Linked DNA regions of Mus musculus: region 2 is linked to region 1. The links are chromatin contacts, called in public HiChIP or PLAC-seq maps. All regions are on one chromosome and are shown on one strand. Each heading gives the region's core, a stretch centred on a gene start, on an enhancer-like site or on the middle of the called end of the contact. The rest is flanking DNA. Distances are from core to core; before and after follow the strand shown.

Evidence for each region. HiChIP or PLAC-seq counts read pairs in DNA pulled down with a chosen protein or histone mark.
Region 2: a contact with region 1 is called in an H3K27ac HiChIP or PLAC-seq map of embryonic fibroblasts, with 22 read pairs. The contact joins the enhancer-like site here to the promoter of Prkar2b in region 1. A contact is called at or near these places in 5 of 39 promoter capture datasets (the HPC-7 cell line, hematopoietic stem and progenitor cells, hippocampal neurons and 2 more), 3 of 15 datasets of contacts at CTCF or cohesin (CD8 T cells, the G1E-ER4 cell line and the NIH/3T3 cell line), 20 of 484 Hi-C or Micro-C datasets (the AML12 cell line, CD4 T cells, CD8 T cells and 13 more), 18 of 115 datasets of contacts at active chromatin or transcription factors (the 230-238 cell line, CD8 T cells, DN3 thymocytes and 15 more) and 3 of 9 other capture datasets (adipose tissue, liver and pancreatic islet).

The regions. Positions count from the first base shown.
Region 1 is chr12:32,059,969-32,062,668 of GRCm38.p6, forward strand. It overlaps Prkar2b (protein kinase, cAMP dependent regulatory, type II beta), which reads right to left and starts at 1,309. Exons shown (of 11, transcript NM_011158.4): 1 at 814-1,309. The coding sequence starts at 1,114. Gm51992 (a long non-coding RNA gene) reads right to left here. Exons shown (of 3, transcript XR_003950224.1): 3 at 2,251-2,315.
Region 2 is chr12:31,995,680-31,998,379 of GRCm38.p6, forward strand. All of the region lies in intron 2 of Prkar2b (protein kinase, cAMP dependent regulatory, type II beta), which reads right to left. Among named protein-coding and RNA genes, the nearest start is that of Hbp1, 47 kb to the left of the region's middle. Within about 2 kb of position 1,337, at least 155 of the 459 cell types and tissues checked have an H3K27ac peak or open chromatin away from gene starts, as enhancers often do. A contact at or near this core is called in the 230-238 cell line, CD8 T cells, the G1E-ER4 cell line and 11 more, where this site is marked.

The sequences.
Region 1 (2,700 bases), core at 59-2,558:
CCCATTCATTCTCTCTAGCTTCAGTGTCTGGCGTGGTCCTTAGATGCTGGCTGGCTTTTCATTAAGACAACTGACAAAGCTCTTAGAACTTCCCATGGTGTTATTTTTTTTTCCACACACTTTAAAAAGAACATCAAAATCATTCAATATATGTTTTGTATCTTTTTTTTTAAAGAAAGAAAATCATTGGCCTATTTCCTCATGCCAAAGACCCCCTAGGTATCAGGCTAAATATGCTCCTTTGTTATATGTCCAAAAATATCGCCACCACATGGTATTGGAAAAACTGGAAAATAAATTATTCGTATTCCAAGAATGTCACAGCTATTATCGTTAATTTGTTTTACCTCAGCGAGTCCGATTTCACACTCTTCTCACTGAGTCCTACATGCTTCGCCCTTTCTCCCAGAACACTCCATTAATAAATCTAAAGGGCTGAAAAGAGGCCGCCAAGCGCCCTTCATGCACAATGGTACTCCCGGAGCCTGAGACATCTCCAACCACGGGAAAGTTAACGATCCAGCAAGATGCCCACCCTAAATCGCCCCGGAAAGAGAGGTGACAGAGGGGCAGCGGGAGCGCAACCTCTCCTTTCCCCACCTCCAGAGAAAGGGAGGGCATGACAAGAGAGCTGAGTAGGAAGGTGGGCGAGTGGGAGCGACCGAAATGGGTGCTGAGGGGGTGGGCGTAATGGGAAGGTGGAGAGCACGGGGAAGGTGGGGAGCTCAGCCCGGGGTTCAAGAGCGAGGCGGGGTTCGAGAGTGAGGCGGACGCGGCGGCCGGGGCTCAGGGCGCGAGGGGGCCGGTCCTCACCGTTGAACGCCCCTGCTTCCGCGGCCTCCTCCTCCTCGCCGTTCTCGGAGTCGGAGCGCATGGGCTCCTCGGCGAAGTTGACACCCTTACTGGGGATGCCGCCCCCGGCGGCTGCGCCCGCGTCCCCCCAGGTCCTGCCCTCATGGCCGAAGCGCGCGGCGCCCTTGCGCTCGTTCTCCTGCTGCAGCCGCGTGAAGTGCTGCAGCGCGAACTCCAGCAGGTCGGCGGGCTGGTGCCTCAGCACCTCCACCGTGAAGCCCTGCAGCAGCTCCGTGAGCCCCGCGGGGATCTCGATGCTCATCCTGCCCGTGCACGCCGAGGCGCCTGGACGCCGCCCTCGCCCCCTATCCGCGGTCCGGTCTCGGGCTGCGCGGCTCCCGAGCGAGCGCCCCGGGCGCTACCGGCTGCGAGCGCGGCGCACTGGGCCCCCGGCGAGGCTGCTCCGTGCGGCGGCAGCAGCAGAGCGAGCACAGCCCGGGGAGGGTTGGCAGCATCTCCAGCTCCTCCCGCTCCTGCTCCCGCCGCCGCTGCGCCGCCCCCCGCCCGGCGCCCCGCCTCCGCCCGCGCGCCCACGTGATCCCCGGAAACCATGGCAACCCGGCGGGCGGGAGCACTGCCGCCTCTCAAGTGGCCCCAGGGTGGAGGCAGCCTGAGCCTGGGGCGTGGGGCTGAGGCCGCGCGCTCCACCTGAGCTCCCTGAGCGAATCCCACGCACCTTTCTCCCTGTCCCACGCAGAGTTGGTGCGGCGCAATTCCTGCTGAAACTTCAGCCTCCACCTTGGTGGCTTTTCCTTTTCCTAGAATCCAACCCCAAGAGAAACGTGCGTGGTGTCTTTTGTTAGTCGCACAGCCCTACTGGTTCTCTTCTGGATAAAAGAGATGCTGCCACTTGTCTGTCACAAAATTTTCTTTAATTCCGCCTTTTAGCCTCGTGGCTGTGATGGTTTGCCTTACAGATGCTCTGCCACACTCTGCTTAGTACATTTCCTACTGGTTACTGAGACAAAGGCCGCATTTATTGTGTAGCACTTAACAAAGTTAGTTGATCCTTCAAGACAGGATACAGGGTAGTCAGGGCAGCTGGACAGACAACTAAGGGTGTGTTACCTGATTAGCCTCTTGTTGCTTATTTTTAAAACCTTTCCTGACACTTTGCGTCACTTCAATTAAATCTCCAAAATTTGAATATAGCAATAAAAAGGAAAAGAGAACTACACATTTGTGCTTTTTAAAGAAAACCCTTGTCTTTAAAACGAGCCTATTCTGAGAATTTTGAAACAGAAAAATTTATCTTTTGCCAAATTAAACGCTGTATAAATATGCATACTTTATTTTCTACGATGCCCATTTCATTGTAAAGCAGTCCAAGTGCAAACTCACTTGAGTTTTATTTTATTCTTAAGTTTTATTTATTTATTGAGTTTTATTTTATTTCCTTAGTTGTTCTCACTTACCTTTCTGCCCACACATAAGGAAAATATGTGACTCACGAAACCCAAAACCTAGAAATCAAAAATATCATTTCGTTTTATTTTTTAAAAATTGCTTCTTACCCATTTGTTTACAATGTTTATTTATCTTTTTTTTTCATAAGGGAATTCATTTCTCAAGTTCAGTTTCTTAACCTCATAATAATAATACTGGTGTGTGTTTTTTTTAAAATAACATACTTCTAAATTGTAATTGTGTGGTGTATAAGAAATAAACTCAGAAAAATGTGGTCTTCACATGAGGCCATATGGAACACAGTATTAGTCAAGTTCTCTACCGAAATGTTTTGCAGATCCAATAATCTAAGATGTATTTCTATCATGTTTCTCCCTACTGCTCAGCAGAAAATGCAAAGAATACTAGTTAAGATGGGATTTTATCGTTGCGGTCCTCAAT
Region 2 (2,700 bases), core at 87-2,586, 64 kb before region 1:
AATCTTAAGGCATATTTACTGTATATTTTTCTACAAGAGGCTGTACCCATCCATTGTTCTACAAAGAATATAAAAAGGCTTGCTGGCTACATGAAAGAGCTGGGCGCCAATTTAAAAGAAAGGATTTAAATGTTTCAAAACTATTAAAAAGGAATAACTTACAAATACTTTGGCTATGTGTATCTCCTTTATAGTCATCTACGGGGAATACATTTTTCCTTTTAGGAGGAAATCTATCTATCTGTCTGTCTGTCTGTCTGTCTGTCTGTCTTTTGGACCATGTCTCTCTCTGTAGCTTTGACATCCAAGAACCCATTATGTAGATCAGGCTGACCTCAAACATAAGAGATCCACCTGCCTCTGCCTCCCAAGTGCTAGGATCAAAGGCATACACCACCATATCTAGACAAAGTCAACTTTTTAAACATTATTTTATGGTTAGACTACTCAAAATAATTTAAATTGTTGTTTGTCTATGCTTAATAGAGTGATGTGTGTTGAGGCAGAAAGCACCCCAATGTGACTTAACCCCACCATTCAACATCACAGGACTACTCACTCACAAGCGTGGACACCATTTTCTCATTTGCATACCTAAGGATTTAATACTGCTCTTTCATTTTTTAAGAGCAGATGTTTTTATTTTACTCAAGTTTATATATATGGTTTATCTTGGCTAAGATACAGGAACTGAAAGCAGGAAACTAATAATGACAACAATGATTGATGATCATAGTAACAGGCTCACAAATGGTCCTGAGGGTCTCAGGACAGCATCATGAATGGCGTCTATCCTCCTCTGTGCCTTTATCATCATTATTATAAAACCCACCATTACTTCCTGCAGGCACCGCTCTGTGCAGCCACATTTTGCCCTTCACAGAAGATATCTGTTAGTACCTGGAAACAATTTGATCATCCAAGTGTAGTGGGGTGGGGAAGGTCACAGACATATAGTAAACTTGGGTCAGGGATGCTGTTTAAAGGCCTAAATATACAGTAACCCAACCACACTCAACCAAAAATCAGAACAAAAACAAAAAACAAAACCATCCCTGACCTGTATTGTCTTACTCAATCCCATAACCCTACAATAGTTATTAATGCAGCCATTTCACAGATGAAAAGACCAGGGCATAAATAGGTCAGGGTCACACATCCTAGTAAATGACCTAAGGACTTTGGCAAATGTACCAGCACAATGCCTGGACTTTAGCGCGTGTCTCAGAACCCAGCAGAAACAGGGCTTCTGGAGAGCAGGCTCATATGTAAAAACCTCCAATGATACACAAAGCCAGAATGCCAATTTAGTAAGTAACTTCCTGGATGAAGTGTTAAGTCAGCATGACCAGTCAGTTCTCTCCCTGCCGGAAAGCCACAGAGGCAGCCAGACCATAACTAAGACGTTGCCTGGTGATAAGGAAACAGGAAGTCGAGAATCTGTCAAATAATATCTGGATGGATAGTGCCTGTGACACACACACACACACACACACACACACACACACACACACACACACACAGGATATATCATTAGCTAATATAGCTCACACACTTTAATTGGATAGGCCACAACTTTCCACAGGGGATGAAAACCTCTTCTAGGCGAGGCTCTGCAATTTTCTGTCTCCATGAGTGACAACCAAATGGGGAGAGGGGCCACTTTATCAATTATACAATACAAAAAGGAAAGCAGGGGCCTTTTATCAAAATTCTCAGACTTCACAGAGGATGACAAAGGAGAAAATTAATCCAAATGGAGGGTGTCTGTGAGCATGGGGACTGTGAAGGTGACAAGCTGACATGACCAGCATGCTCAACAGGAAACGAAGCATCTAACTTATTCTGCTCTCCAATGACTTGTGATCTATGTCCCCTGACTCATTATAGTGTTATATTAAATTTCAGTTCACAGAAAGCATCTTATCAACTTCTGGTTTCCAAACCGCTGGCCACTATCCCCTAACCAAAACAACTTGGAATTTAGGTGGAAAAAAATCTGTTATTTTGCAAACAGCTTATCAACTGTGTCCCTGTCATTAATTACTTAACACCCTTCTAATGTGAGTATCTTTATCAGGCAATGTGTGTTTGTGTTAGACCATCAGTTTCACTGGAGTACTTGTCGGTATTGTGACTGATTCTTGGCACTGCTTCAGTTGTCTCACTGACTAGAACTGACCTCCTATACCCAAATGACACGTGCAACTCTGAAAGGTTGCTGTGGTGGGCCTGACCGTCTCCAGAGCCATCCTGCAGTTCCCTTTCATTAGAACTCACCTTATTTTCTCCAAGCCACCCCTTCTCCCCAGCCACAAGTTAAAAGTCAGATCAAGAGTCATGGGTTGTGGATATGGGACAATGGTACAGGGCTTCATGGTACCCATGGAGCCCTGAGTTTAATCTCTACCACAACAAACTCCCGCCAACACACCCACAAATTGGGGCGACGGGCAGATCTTAACCTTTCACCCACACAGAGCTAATTTAGATGCATTCATTTCAGAAAGGACCTTTTGTGCTCCTCCAGAGATGTGGGAGGACTCACTGTCATAACTTAACATACTATGTTCTTTCAAACATGGTATAATGTGTTTGTCTCACGACCCTATAGGGAATGGCTGGGTATTCTTGTTCCCTAGCAAGGAGAGGGCACACTGCCTGGCTCGATGTATGTGGGAAAGACTTACTAATGAACAA